Regions from separate parts of the Sus scrofa genome. Here all the other regions are linked to region 1. The links are chromatin contacts, called in public Hi-C and promoter capture Hi-C maps. All regions are on one chromosome and are shown on one strand. The core of a region is the stretch at or near the end of the contact, and the rest is flanking DNA. Distances in the headings are between cores, read along the strand shown.

Region 1 (4,959 bases), core at 1,034-3,533:
TGCAGACACGGCTTGGATCCAGTGTTGCTGTGGTGCAGGCAGGCGGCTACAGCTCTGATTAGACCCCTAGCCTGGGAACTTCCATATGCCACGGGAGTGGCCCAAAGAAATAGCAAAAAGACAAAAAAAAAAAAATTTAAGTATCATTAGTTTATCTACAATGTTGTGCCAATTTCTGCTGTACAGCAAAGTGACCCAATCATACATATGCACAAATTCCTTTTCTTACATATCTTTCATCATGGTCTATCCCAAGAGATTGGATACAGTTCCCTGTGCTGCATAGTAGGACCTTACTGCTTATCCATTCTAAATGTAATAGTTTGCATCTATTAACCCCAAACTCCCAGTCCATCCCACTCCCTCCCCCACCCCCTTGTATGCCTTGCATCTTTTAGGCGATGGCCTAAAGACGGATTTCCATGGGCTCTGCAGGGGTACGGAATGGCCAAAAATGGAAAAATGATCCATCCCTTTCACGATTCCTCAGAATCAAGGCTCTTCAAGCAAGATCCTGGAGCCATGAACTGACCATCTTTAAGAATTGTTTTGTCTCTTTTTTTTGTCTTGTCTTTTTAGGGCCGCACCGGCGGCATATGGCTAGTTCCCAGGCTAAGGGCCGAATCAGAGCTGTAGCTGCTGGCCTCAGCCACAGCCACGCGGGAGCCAAGCAGCGCAGCGTCTGCAATCTACACCACAACTCAGGGCAACGCTGGACCTTTAAGCCACTGAGTGAGGCCAGGGATGGAAACTGCGTCCTCATGGATGCTGGTTGGGTTCCTTAACCACTGAGCCATGCCAGGAACTCCAGAATTAAGTTTTGAAATTTTGATTTTCTATTATCCTTTCACCAGATCTAGCCAAATTCTCACAGTTTTGCTAGGATGAACAACAGTGAGTTATTTCATTAAGGATGAAGCGAGGTTTGTTCTTTAAGGAAACAAACCTGGAGACATTCAGGGGCTGCCCCAAAGTGACTACTAGCAGATCTGTGAGCAGCCATGACCACGCTGATCTATGTATCATGAGAGTGGAGTCTCCAAATTCATCCCTCAAATGAAAGTTTAACATAATTTGCTGAAATAAGTCATTATTCTAAGCAGCAAGATACAATTGAAAAAAGCACAACGGAAATCTATTAAATCGCTTAAGAGGCCAAGGGAAAGCCAAAGAATGCATTTATGTGGTTTACAGGGTTTTATTGAAGTCACCTAAGTAAGGTTTGGAAAGTAAAAATGTAGTTTATTATTACCCTTCCCCTGTCGCCACGTAGCCTCACAACCCAGTCTGTTCAGCAAGTAAAAACGGTGTTATTCAGAAAAAGCCTGGAAGTTGCTGACGTAAAGCAAAAAAAATCAAATGACCTCCTCGAGGTCATACATATTATCAGGGCCTAACCGGGTTGATTCTCCTTGCGGGGGTCCCTCTCTCTCCAGGCCAAAGTCCCCCAGGGTTGCGCAGAGGGGGCGTGGCGCGCGGATAGCGCCGCAGAGTCAGCACCGGGAGAGGAGGACCCAGCGCAGCCCGAGGACTAGAGGGCGCCGCGCGTGCTGCCGGGAAGAGCCTTGTGCTCGCCGGTGTCTCTTACCCGGATGTCTGCAGCGGCGTGACGGCCCTGCGGTCACCTTCCAGCTCTGCTCTCCTCACCACCTCCCCCCGCGCCCAGCGTGCGGGGAACCGACATTACCTTTCCCAGAGCTCCGTTCATCCTTTGCTGTCGCGTTGTGTGCAGTCGGGCCAACTGAAGATCGGCCCAGGCAGCTGCGATCCCTGGGGGTCTGAAAATGCTGACGGAACGGCCTTGATCCGGTCCAGTAACAATATCCGACCGAGACGCATTCAACTCCCGCAGCACCTTGGTTCCGGCAGCTTCTGACATTCAGTGTCTAGAAATCCCCGCAGACCCTGCCCTCACTGCAGCTCGAGTGTCACCTTCGCTGCTATTTCTCCGGGCAGAATTAATTGCCATCTCTGACTTGCCCCAATATTTTACACAATTCTGCTATTTCATCTGCCACACTATATATTAGTAATTTGTTACTTGCTCTTTCCGTGTTTGATTGGGAGTTCCTCAGAGACTAAAATTCTGCCTGCTTAATTCATTCCAGCATCTAGCACAGGATGTGGAGATCTGACTTCTAACCTCGATTTAAAAGCTAATTGACCCTAAGTGAGCCTTTCTGGCATTCAATTGCCTCATAATAATTGATAATAACTTTTTTCCTTTCCTTTTTTCCCCCCTCATTTTTGGCAGCGTCGCGGCATATGGAGCTCCTGGGTCAGATATCAGATCCAAGCTGCAGTCATAACCTGAACCGCAGCTGCCGCAATGCCGGATCCTTAACCCCCTGTGCACCCGGGATCAGATCGAGTCCCAGCGCTCCCAAGACACCGCCGATCCCGCTGCACCACAGCAGGGGCTCCAATAACTATTTTTTTATTGAGTGGCCACTATGTGCAGTGCGTTATGCTCAGAGCATCGCTTAATTTACTCCTTATAATTTATTCCTTAGTGAAATATTATCACTGGATTTTACATGTGAAGATGTTGCAGGAGGTTCAGAGATAAATCTGGGGCCAGCCAACTGAGGCACAGATGAGTTTCAAACTCAGTCTCATTTATGCAATATGTTTTCCCTCTGACACGCGCCTTCTTACATGAGATAATGTCACAGCCCACATTCATTTACTTATTTTATACACATTGTCCATCACCTTAGCATGACTTTGTACCAGTCCTTTGATAGAACCTTGGGAACACAGAGATGAGTATTGCAAGGTCCCTGCACTTAAATAGCTCATAGAGGGATTGCATCAAACTAAAAGTCTTCTGTGCAGCAAAAAATTAACAGAGTGAAAAGACAACCTATGGAATGGGAGAAAATGTTTATAAATCCTACATCTGACAAGAAGTTAATATCCAAAATATATACAGAACTTGATAGCAAGAAAAAAAAAATTGATTTAGAATTTGGCAAAGGATCTGAGAGACTTTTCTCAGAAGACATACAAATGGCCAACAGATAATACGAAAAAATGTTCAACATCACTAATCACCAGGGAAATGCAAATCATAACACAAGGAGATATCCTCTTACACATGTTAGAATGGCTACTTGCAAAAAGACAAAAGAGGAATTCCCTCCTGGCTCAGCTGGTTAAGGACCCAGCAATGTCACTGCAGTGGTGTGGTCACTGCTGTGACACGGGTTCAATCCTTGACCAGGGAACTTCCTCATGCTGCAAATGCAGCCGAAAAAAAAAATAGTTATTATCAATTATTATGAGGCAATTGAATTGCAGAAAATTTCCCTTAGGGTCAGTCAGCCTTTAAGTCAAGGTTAGAAGTCACATCTCCACATCTTGTGCTAGATGTTGGCATGAATTAATCAGACAGGATCTCAGTGCCTGCGGAACTTGCCATCAAACATGGGAAAGAGAAAGTTACCAATAATTATCATATAGTGTGGCAGATGAAATAGCAGAATTGTGTGTAAAGTACTGAGGCAAGACAGAGATGGCAATTAATTCTTCCTGGCGAAATAGCATACAAGTCACACCTCCACCATAGTGACCGGTTATCTAAAAGCTCTTGGGATTTCAGAAGTCAATTATTAAATAGGAAAAAAAAAAACACTTTCGAATTCTTGGTTTGTGCTAGGCCAGATCTTTTCAGGTATGTATGTTCATTTTATCCTCCCACCGACCCTGTGGAGCTGAGGATCATTGCATTCGTTTCATGGATGAGGAACGGAGGTTACCTGGTTTACGTAAGTCACACTGTAAGGGCTGAGCTGGCTGATTTCAGCACCTGAGCTCCTTCTGCTGCAAAGGACTGCAACTATGAGTTTCCAAAAGGGCATACTGGCTAGGCCAAAGAGTCTGGTCCTTCCTTGTCTAGTCCACATATGTGCGATCCGGTAAGAGACAAATCCGTCTTTGTGTTGTTCATACACTCTGGGGAGGGAGGAAGCAGAAGAGAAGAGGGAAGAGGAGGAAGAAGGGGACCATTAGTTCTGTGTATCAAAGTACAAGGATTCCCAAGACAACTAGAATACTTTATTTTTTTACTTGTTTTGTTTTTTAGGGCCACAGCCTCAGCATGTGGAAGTTCCCAGGCTAGGGGTTGATTCGGAGCTACAGCTGCCAGCCTAGGCCACAGCCACATCAACGTGGGATCCAAGCTGCAACAGCGACCTATACCGCAGCTCTTGGCAATACTGGATACTTTATTATTTATTTATTTATTTATTTATTCTTTTTCCAGGGCCACACCAGTGGCATATGGAGGTTCCCAGGCCAGGGGTCTAATCGGAGCTGTGGCTGCTGGCTTACGCCACAGCCACAGCAATGTCAGATTTGAGCTGTGTCTGCGACCTACACCACAGCTCATGGCCACACCAGATCCTTAAGCCATTGAGCGATGCCAGAGATCAAACTCACAACCTCATGGTTCCTAGTCGAACTCCTTAACCACTGAGCCACAATGGGAACTCCAATGCCGGATCCTTTAACCAACTGGGTGAGGCTAGGGATTGAACCCAAGTCCTTGTGGATGCTAGTCAGATTCGTTTCTGCTGTGCCACAACAGGAACTCCTAGAATGCTTTAAAATGTAAGGAATCAAGTAACTAAAAGGGAGGTGAAATCGGTGTATACAGATGTAAAGACACCTTAGCAATATCCATGAATGCGTCGGAATCTCTGTTATTGTTGCCAAGCTCTGTTGATGATGTCATGTGTTATAAAGGAAAATGAGCTTACTGAACTTCCCAGAAGGACACATCATATATCCTTGCACATCCATTACTCTTTAGCTTCTCTGACTTATATTGTCTCCAGCCTCCAAAAAATAAAGCTCCCTTGGGGAAACCAAGATGCACCTCAGCACAGGTCACATTCCAGGTAACAAGGCTCCCACCTTCTTACTTCATCCTTCTACAGACTGTGAGCTGCTCAA
Region 2 (4,959 bases), core at 980-3,479, 60 kb before region 1:
AAAGACATCAAGAGTCTCTGAAATGAAAAATAATCAGTGAAACGAAACTTTCTCACAAATTAGAAGGAAAAAAAATTGTAATGTTACCACAGTGACTGCAAACCAATGGATGGAAATAAGACAGAAATGTCACTGAGATGAACAATAACATCGCTTGGGCACTGGCTGTGGCAGGGTGAAATGACCAGGTTTTTTACTCTGATCCCAGAATGGTGGTAACCTAAGAACTGTGAAAATCTACTGACACAACGCTGTAAGCAAGCCAACTATACTCTAATTAAAAAAACAAAAACAAAAAACCTGAGAAAATCAAGAACGAGAACCTGTTTGACAACAGAAGTGCTCAGCTTTCAGGATTTGGATTTGATAACCTAAAGACGATTATGAGAGCTTTAAGCAGAAACATTTAGCAGACAACTACTTAATCTCTCGAATTTGAAGAGAGGTCAGAACTAGAGCTATAGATCTAGGAATCATGAGCAGGGAAGGGCATAACTGAAGCTATATAAATGTTTAGAGTACAATAAAAGAGTCTCATTAAATGCATCGACAATGCCTCCATGAACAAGTCTTGCCTTCCAAATTGAAAACCAATCTGAAGGCCTTCCCCTAGAATGGAGTTGGAATGACACCAGTACAACACAGAATGAAGAACATTTGAAGACTCAGCACTGTGCAAGGAGTCTGGGCCAGGAGAAAGTAGGAAGCTCTCTTTCAGAGGTAGTAAATCCTTTCTCTAAAGGGAAGTCATACAGATTTAAAGACATTACCTGGGGGGTGACAGCTCAGCCAGGCCTCCCCTTCATCCTTCCTATGAAGAGAGATAAAAATCTACTTAGGCTCATTCAGTGTCAAAAAGGATGCTACTGATGCAGGTGAGAAAGACTGCATAATTTCTAGTTTGGCCACAGTACTCAGACATGATCTAATCTAACATCTCATCTAGGCATAGACAAACTTTGTTTACTTGAAGAAATATCTGCAGATTAAGTGTTTAATGCATAGATTTGTTGACTCAATGAAGCTCAAATATTTCATTAAATATTTGATGAAATGCTTATTAGCTGCAGAATCTTGGGCAAGTTACTTCCTGATTCTGGACTGTGTTCTCTCAAAGGCACTTGGTGGTCCTCAATAAATGTCATTGTTCTTCCTATTACACATCCTGTGTTACAGTAACATGTTTTTATTTCAGCCCACCTAGTAAGCTGTAAGTTTCTTAAACACAGGAGACTATGTTTTATTAATCTTCACAACTGTTTCAATTTGAAAAACTTATTAGTAATAATATTTGCCTGAGTTTCTACTGTGGCCTGGTGGGTTAAAAAAATCCAGTGTTGCTGCAGCAGCACAGTTTACAGCTACTACAGCTAGGATTCAACCCCTGGCCAGGGAACTTCAATATGCAGCAGGGGCAGCTATTTAAAAAAAAAAAAAAAGCACCATTCATGACACTGCTGTACTCACTCTGGTGCCCACCATAACTTACACAGTATATGACCAATAAATATATGTTAAGTGAATAAATGGTTTGCTGTGCGTTTCCAATTAAGCTGTTAGCTGCTGCTACTTTTTTTTAAGCTGTTAGCTTCTTGAGAGCAGGAACCACCCCTTAAGTTTAGAGAACACATCTGAACTCCACCGAATATTTATCTAGGTCAGAACCTAGACAAGGTAGGCATTACACTGTTTCCTCAATGGAATTGTAAAACATGACTACTAAGGGCCAAGGAGAATGCAAGGATTCCATCACACACTCAAAGTTATTGTGGTGGTGGTGAGTATACTCGGACTTTTGCAAATAGCTGAGGACCAATAAATATTTGCTAAATGACCATGACTACTTGCAAAGAGTCTTCCTGCCTCCTGTTTTCCTGTCTTTTTCTAACTCACTGATCCTATTCTGCCTCTGGGATCACACGGAGCATATGAGTTTCCTTGGCCTCAGCACGGCTCTTCTGAGAATGAAAACCTGACCATGAGGGTCTGAAACATATTTCTAGGCCTCAACAACCGATAAACTAACTCCTATGGATATCCTGGATCGGGCATGGCTCTCGATAACGCAGAGGTAACATCCACTACCCGCCTCGCCTCCTCCGTCCCAGTCCTGGACTTGGAGTCACCTGAGGGCTTGAGCCCAGTCGCTCTGAATCCTCAAAGGCGCCGCCATCTTGACCCCGCCTCCACCAGCCCGCCTCTTCCGCTCTACCCCGGAAGTGGGTGCCCCCGAAGGCGACGCGTGCAGAACGAAGGGCGGGATCTACACCAAGAGGCCACCAATGAAATGTGGCGGGGGGGGGGTCCTCTTCCCCTCCCTACCCCTTTGCAGGCGCGTGCATCTCACAGTAGGCTTGTTCCTGACGGGAGGGTCGGAAGAGTTCCAATTGCCTGCAAAATTGACGCCGTTGTGCAGGAGGGCGCGCTTGGGTCCTCTAGTTGGCCTGTTGGGTGAGCACTGTGTTCCAAGTCCTAGCGCGGTGAAGCATAGCGGGCGCAATCGGGATGTGCCCGGCGGCTGCGCGCGCGCATGCGTACGCTCTGTAGTGGGGAGAGGACTTTAAGTAACTTTGCCGCCTGGATTTCTCTGCTTTTCCATTCTTTCCATGCCTTCCTAGTCCACGCTGGCCTCCGCGAACGAGCTGCCGACCATCGAGCCTTCCCTAAGCAAAAGTCTTTCTCTTTTTAATCCAGTAAAGACTGAAGCCGGGTCGTGGTGGGGAAAGAAAAGGCAGCATTTATTTGAGTCCTGTTGTAGTCTAAGCACATATCACTTATTAGCATATTAATCCGTACAGTAACTCTGCGAGTTAAATACTACCTTAGAAGGACACTTTAAAAGATTACATGCTAATGCGTGTGCATAGCAAGGCGAGGTGCCTGTATTCAAACCTGGATTTCTTGGCTTAGGATCCAAGGCACTGTTCTTCCTACCGTACTTGTTCTAAGAGGTTTGCCTCTTGCCTTTAAAGAGCTCACAGTGTTTTTAGGAAGAGGAAACATGTATAGTAATAGGAGCTATCATTTACTGAACTCTTTGGATGTGCCAGACTCCTTACATGCATTATCTCGTTTAGTCTTGATCCTGTGAGGTAGATATCTTTTTTTCAAGAGAGATTATGAAGTAATTTGCTCAAAGACACTCAATGAGTCAGTGACAAGGCTGTTTCCAGTCCAAGTCTGTTTTCGAAGCCCATTTTCCCCTCTCCCTTAGGTTATACTGCCTCCAAAGCAAATGTGTTTTGTGTAGGGCTATAGAGTGCTTAAATCCTTCTTGTGACTTCTCACTTGCTCTCTGAACACCCTAACATGATTCACAAGGCCTTGCCGTGATCAGATACTTTCTCATCTCACCAGTTTCATTAATTTTCCTGTACTCACTTTTCTCTCATCATGTAGAACTTTCAGTTCCTCTCATGTCAAATTCTGTCTCAGAACCCCCATCGTTTTCTTCCATTGACCAGGAATATCCTTTATATCTCTGGCCAACTCCTATTTATCCTTCAAGTCTCAATTTAGAAATCACTTTCTCCAGGAAGCCTTCAGGTGTCTAGTCCTGCTCTTGTCTGGCTTAGGTATTCCTCTGCTCTGTTCCCCATCTTCGCTTTTTGTACACACTGTACACAAGTAAATAACCTATTTACTTGTCTAGCTTGTAAACTCTATAAAGGCAGGAACTGTCTCTGTTTTGGTCACTCATGTATCCTCAACTCTAGCATAGTGCTTGGTATGTGATAGGTACTCAGTGATCATTTGTAGAGTGAATCAGAGACCCAGGAGGGGCATTAAGGAGCCTTAGCTCATTTACAGCCTATGGTTGTTACAAAGGCTGAGGTCATTTCTCGCTGCCTTTCTTCAGTTCCTTCTGTATGCTACCTTGTGCTTGGTGTCATGAAGCGGATGATTGTGCTCACATAGTCTGGGCGGTTACACCTCACATTAGGTACCCTCACACCTCACGGACTCATTGCTTGTCCTGGACCCTCTATGCTCTGTGCCACAGCCACACAGTTCTCTTCATCCCTCCTGTATGTTAAACCCTACCCATGGTTGGGTACTCTCCCAAGTGTTAAATTTTGTCATTCTCCAGCCATAGAATTTAAAAAGATAGCTTCTCCAATAGGAGAAAAGAGATAGCTACCCCAGAGGGTGACACTTCACCTAATTCATGTTCTATTAGTAGAAGCCATTAGAGATTATTAGTCCCAAACTAAGCATTTTCACACTTTATCTCATTATGTTTGGTTCAAGCTATTTTGTAGGCCTGCTCTCTGCCAGGCCTACAGCTGGGGGTACCGAGGTGAATCAGGTCCAGTATCTACCCTGAAATAGCTTACAATTTTCAAGGGGAGACATGCAGAAATAAGCTATAACAGTGCAGTGGTCAGTGTTATTTATAACAGAGGAACTGTATCATATGTAACCTTGCCTCCACTGATGTTCTAGAGACTCCCAAAAATGTCAACTCAAGGCCATACCTGGTCCCGACAAGTGAAGAAGGAGGATGAAGAAGAGGACCCACTGGACCAGCTGATCTCCCGCTCTGGCTGTGCTGCTTCCCACTACGCAGTGCAGGAGTGCATGGCCCAGCACCAGGACTGGCGACGGTGCCAGCCACAGGTGCAGGCCTTCAAGGACTGCATGAATGACCAGCAGGCAAGGCGACGGGAGGAACTGCAGAGGAGGAAGGAGCAGAGCAGTGCCCACCGTTGAGATCCCTAACCATTTATTCCCAGAGGAGGCCCTGCAGAAACAAGCATCCAGAGAGATCATGGCAAGAAGTCCTAAACAGTGGGGGTGTGGGCCAAGAAGTGTGAGACTTGGGGATCGTCTTTGGGCCTGGGGTTGAATTAGCAGCCTGCACATGAGAGGCAGCCATGGGTTTGCCATGAAGAGCTGGCACAGCATCACATTGAGATCCCACACATCCTTACCTGTTGTGTGCCACCAAAATAGATA
Region 3 (4,959 bases), core at 1,714-4,213, 43 kb before region 1:
GCCAACGCTGGACCAGCAGTATCAGCATCACCCTCGCTCCAGATCTACAAAATCAGGAGTTTCTTTCATGGCTCAGTGGTTAATGAACCTGACTAGGATCCATGAGGATGCAGGTTTGATTCCTAGCCTTGCTCAGTGGGTTAAGGATCCGGTGTTGCTGTGGTGTAGGTAGGCAGCTGCAGCTCCAATTTAACCCCTAGCCTGGGAACTTCCTCGAGTTTGGCCCTAAAAAAAGCAAAAAAACAAAAAAAAATCTACTAAATCAGAAAATATGGGGGTGAATCTAGTAATTAATGTTTTAAAAGGCCTCCAGGTGATCCTGATGCATGCTTAAGGTTGAGAACAAAGGATGTAGGGTTTGACGAACCATTTTTACACAGGGCCACATAATAAATGTATTAGCTTCACAATATCTGTCACAACTACTCAATTCTGCCATTGTAGCATAAAAGCAGCTACAGACAATATGTAAATGAATGAGCAGGGCTCTGTTCCAATAAAACGTTATTTAAAAAAACGGGCAATGGAATTTTGGAACAGGATAGAGGCTGCACAACACTGCAAATATATTAAATACCACTGAATTATGTGCTCTAAATTGGTTAATTTTGTGACATGAATTTCGCCTCAATAAATTACTTTTATTTTACATTTTTGCCTGTGGCATATAGCTTCAGATCCCCAAACCAGAGACTGAACCCAGGCTGCAGGGATGAAAGGTGCCAAGTCCCAACCACTAGACTGCCAGGGAGCTCCCAAATTACTTTTAAAAAGCAAATAAGCAGGCGGTGGGATACAGCTCACAAGCCCAGTTTTCTGACACCGAATCAAAATCAACCTTTAATTCTTTGGTTAAACTCATTCCAGGCAACCCCAATTTGTAGTCATGTAACATCTACCCGCATACTTACAAGTTGTTCACTACCCGACAAGGTAAATGTTTTCACTTACAGACAGACCCTGATTCTATATGGAGGTTTTTTTTTTTCTTAACTATACAAAATCTCCTTCCATATGCCTTCTATCCACAGAGAGTTTACTTATGATCATCTGTTTCACTACAGAGACTCCATGCCAAACTGATTTAAAGGATGAATTCACTCTAATTGGAGAAACACTGAAGGGGAATGTGCTCGGGTGCTAAAGCGTCAGGCCAAGAGAAAATCAAATCCCTTACAGATACTCCACAGGACGGATGGACTGACCTCTCTGTCTCTCTGTCTCCCTCTCTCTCACACACACACACACACACACACACACACACACACACACACACACACGTGTAGCAGCAGCAGATTTTATTCGGTGGAGGATACTAGGGTTGGCTCTAAGGAAAGTGGTGACAATTGGCAGGCACTCCTCCACACAAGCGAGGAGGCATTCCTGGCTGTGGAGATGGGAATTTATGACAACAAGGTTAGAGTCTCCTGCTTAACTTGGGCCGCCAAGGAAGCTCTTCTCCCTGACACTCCCTGACACAGTGCTGGCATGCAACGGGTGCAATGAGCTAGTTCAACTTGGCTAACAGTTCTTCCAGTTCTGGCCGAGCTTTGAACCTTCCCTTGAAGTCTTCTTCCGTGTGCTGAGGAGAAGAAAAAGACAATATGAGGAAATTACAATAGAGCTTTCAGTTACTCAAACACACCAGCATCAGCAAAGCATCCAGCAGCCGGCCCTGTAGAGAATGATTTAGATTCAACTAACTTTGCTGAGTATCCACTAGGTACCAGACTTGTATTAGGCACCAAGGGTTCAACGTTGAATTGGACTTCCTCCCTGCTTTAAATGAAGTTATAGTCTGGTGAGAGAAGACAGATGTATAAAGAACTAATGTCAAAATGCTATGTCTACCACAATAGGCGCACTTTAAAAAAGAGACAGAGAATGTCAAAGGTCTCCATTTTCAATAGGAAATAACAGATGGTCTAAAATGACCTGATGTATGTGTCATAATAAGGGTCGTCATGGCAACCGGACCCAAATACTCAGTATTTAAGCTAAAATTCCAAGTTGAGTCTGTGCGTGTGATGGTTGATTTTATTTTATTAAATTTTTCTTTTTTTGGTCTTTTTAGAACATATGTATATGTTCTTTTTCTCATATTATCTTCCATAATGGTCTATCACAAGAGATTGGATATAGTTCCCTTAAAGTTCCTAATGTATTCCAAGTTTTCCATGCTAAACTTTCTTCTGATTGGCTTTTTTCTTCCCCCCTGCAACAAAAGCATGGGGAAGTTCCCAGGGACAGAACCCTTGCCACTGCTGCAGCCTATACCACAGGTGCAGCAACACTGGATCCTTAATCCTGCACCACACAAGACATTCTGACTGGCATTCTTTTTTTTTTTTTTTTTTTTTTTTTTTTTTTTTTTTTTTGCTTTTTAGGGCCACACCCACTAGGGGTCTAATTGGAGCTGTAGCCGCCAGCCTACGCCACAGCCACAGCAACACCAGATCTGAGCCCTGTCTGCGACCTACAGCACAGCATAGCAACGCTGGATCCTTAACCCACTGAGCGAGGCCAGGGATTGAACCTGCGTCCTCAAGAATACTGGTCAGATTTGTTTTCCACTGAGCCATGATGGGAACTCCTTGACTGGCATTCTTTACTGATTACAGTCAAGCTATAGCCAAGCTTTGAAGATCGAGGGACCTTCTCTCTAAAGTACATTTCCCTATTTGTGTTCTGGTTAATTACACTGTATGTGATCTTAAATCATATTCCTTTTGCTACACACCTACCTGAAGTGAGGGAATTCTGGGGTGTAATGCGCTCACCCTGGCATCTGGTTGCTGTAATACAGTTCAGCTCCCTGGACTAGAGTGCATCGTCCCTGCGCGCTGGAGGAGCCAGAATAACGACCACAGTGAAGCGGCCCGAGCATCCTTCCTGGTTACTGTCCACGAGCCTTCACTGTTTCTAAAGCCAGCAGGTCTAGATTGGCTCGTCTGCATGTAGAGCACAGGCGGGCCACCAGGGGGCCTCATCTCAGACGAGCACCTACCTCCCTCACTGACAATTTGACTCCTTCAGGAAGATTACTGTGGATGATTTCCAAGAAGATCTCTGCAAACGTAGCACTCAAACCGCTGATCTGCAAAAGGAAAGAAGAGGCTCTGAGAGAAGTGCTGAAAGCTAATGACTGGACAGACAGGGCAAGGGCTCCGATGTCCGCTGCAGCAGAGCCAGAGGGCCCTTGGTGAAGGAGTAACACTCAGAGCTGTGCTGGGCGCCCGGCCCTTTCGGGATTTCTCCTGCCATCTGCCAAAGTGCTTGCCTGCTGAGACGCTCACGGCCAGTATCTGCTCTTGTAGGCAATGAATGTCCTAACCGGGCCGAGAGGTTAAGTCCAGGACGACTTCCTGAACTCGACTCAGGTTCACCCACCTAGACCAGGACCTGACTGGGGTCAGAGCCTGTGCTGAGAATCCAGCAGTGAGTCAGATGTGTGATAGAAGGGAACCCACAGGAGAAACACCCACCTAACCGAATCCGGGAGATCAAAGAAAGCCACCAAGAGTGACAGCTGGTTGGAGTCTTGAAGAAAAACAGGGTGCGGAGTTTTTGAAGGCAGAGGCAACAATATTCAGTAAAACGTGGAAGAACAGCATAGTGCGGGCGAGGGGAGGGGATGAAAACTAGATCCACGAGTGGCTGGAAGGAATTGGGACGTGAAGAGGAGAAGCAGGAGGAAAATGATGAAGGCACTTAGGTGATCATCTATCAGTTCAAACTTTATCCTGTGGCCTCAGTGGCAAGTTAGATCTGCCATAAAACGTAGCTCAAATAATTTATTCCTGATAATATTTAAAGAACCAAAGATTGTATTTTAATTATTTAAAAAATTAACATAGATTTAGGGTATTACTACCTTAACAGTTCTCCTTACTTTTTTTTTTTTTTTTCCAGTTGTTTAGGGTTGCATCCGCGGCATATGGAAGTTCCCAGGCTAGGGGTCAAGTTGGAGCTGCAGCTGCAGGCCTACACCACAGCTCACAGCAACACTGGATCCTTAACCCACTGGGCGAGGCTAGGGATCAAACCCACGTCCTCATGGATACTAGTCGGATTCATTACTGCTGAGCCATGAGGGGAACTCCTCTTGTTACCTTCCTGATATGTTTCTGGAGTGGATCAAAATAGGGTGATGTCCACACACTGGAATATTACTTGTCGGTAAAAAGGAATGAAGTACTGACAGATGCTACGACTTGGATGATCCTTAGAAACATGCTAAGTAAAAGAAGCTAGACATAAAAGGCCACATTTTACAGAATTCCATGTAAAGAAATGTCTAGAAGAGGCAAAACCATGGAAGCAGAGGGTAGATTAGCGGCTGCCAGGAGCTAAGGGGGTGGGGAGAGAGGAGTGACTGCTAATGGGTACAGTGCCCAACGGAAGCCACTGAGGGGTTCGAGATGGGAAAATGACACAATCACACGGATACGAGGGTAAAGAAAAGCACATGGATCTGAAAGGTCTTCAGGGGTAGAAGCCATGGAATTGGGAGTGAATAGATACCTGAGGGCAAAGGAGGGTGAAGCATTAAGCTCAAAGGTGGGGAGGGTTATGGAAAAGGAACAGAGTCCACCTGCAGTCAGCTCTGTAAACACTGAGTGGAGGGCGCTTTGGAGCATCTCGGTGGAGAAGCCCAGCAGACAACTGGACTTCAAGTCTGGAGCTCGATGAAGAGATGAGGATGGAGGAAAGAACCAGGAGAGGCAAATACATTTCAAGTTTCTCCCAGAGCACCTACCTGAACCACTCGTTCATGGGTGGTAAGAACCGCGTCCAGGAACATTTTGCTGCCTTGCTCCTGCAGCTGCAACACCTCCATGGTTTTGGTGGGCATCGCATAACTGTAGGGCAGAAGAGTCAGCTATTGGGGTGGTTCCTTTAAGCCAGCAGCACCACTTCAGTCCCTGGGTACAGCTACCACTGCAGGCAGTAGCTCCT

The links. Promoter capture Hi-C pulls out the DNA fragments that hold promoters and counts their contacts. A called contact is a pair of places that touch in the nucleus more often than the background predicts.
Region 2: a contact with region 1 is called in a promoter capture Hi-C map of liver, with 1.7 times the contacts expected there. The contact joins the promoter of LOC100514530 here to the promoter of MRPL48 in region 1. A contact is called at or near these places in 1 of 5 promoter capture datasets (liver), 8 of 47 Hi-C or Micro-C datasets (fetal heart ventricle, heart right ventricle, liver and 3 more) and 2 of 2 datasets of contacts at active chromatin or transcription factors (alveolar macrophages and skeletal muscle).
Region 3: a Hi-C map of alveolar macrophages shows a contact between it and region 1, with 2.2 times the contacts expected there. The contact joins the enhancer-like site here to the promoter of MRPL48 in region 1. A contact is called at or near these places in 1 of 5 promoter capture datasets (liver), 10 of 47 Hi-C or Micro-C datasets (alveolar macrophages, embryonic fibroblasts, fetal heart ventricle and 3 more) and 2 of 2 datasets of contacts at active chromatin or transcription factors (alveolar macrophages and skeletal muscle).

The regions. Positions count from the first base shown.
Region 1 is chr9:8,218,965-8,223,923 of Sscrofa11.1, reverse strand. MRPL48 (39S ribosomal protein L48, mitochondrial) reads right to left here and starts at 2,283. Exons shown (of 8, transcript XM_005667101.3): 1 at 1,688-2,283. The coding sequence starts at 1,879.
Region 2 is chr9:8,278,439-8,283,397 of Sscrofa11.1, reverse strand. LOC100514530 (cytochrome c oxidase assembly factor 4 homolog, mitochondrial) reads left to right here and starts at 2,229. Exons shown (of 2, transcript XM_003129636.4): 1 at 2,229-2,451; 2 at 4,447-4,959. The coding sequence starts at 4,459. The coding sequence ends at 4,713. It overlaps PAAF1 (proteasomal ATPase-associated factor 1), which reads right to left and starts at 3,780. Exons shown (of 12, transcript XM_003129635.4): 1 at 2,127-3,780; 2 at 771-811. The coding sequence starts at 2,173.
Region 3 is chr9:8,263,110-8,268,068 of Sscrofa11.1, reverse strand. It overlaps MRPL48 (39S ribosomal protein L48, mitochondrial), which reads right to left. Exons shown (of 8, transcript XM_005667101.3): 6 at 4,760-4,862; 7 at 3,008-3,097; 8 at 818-1,582. The coding sequence ends at 1,508. Among named protein-coding and RNA genes, the nearest start is that of PAAF1, 14 kb to the left of the region's middle. Within about 2 kb of position 2,963, at least 9 of the 83 cell types and tissues checked have an H3K27ac peak or open chromatin away from gene starts, as enhancers often do. A contact at or near this core is called in alveolar macrophages and skeletal muscle, where this site is marked.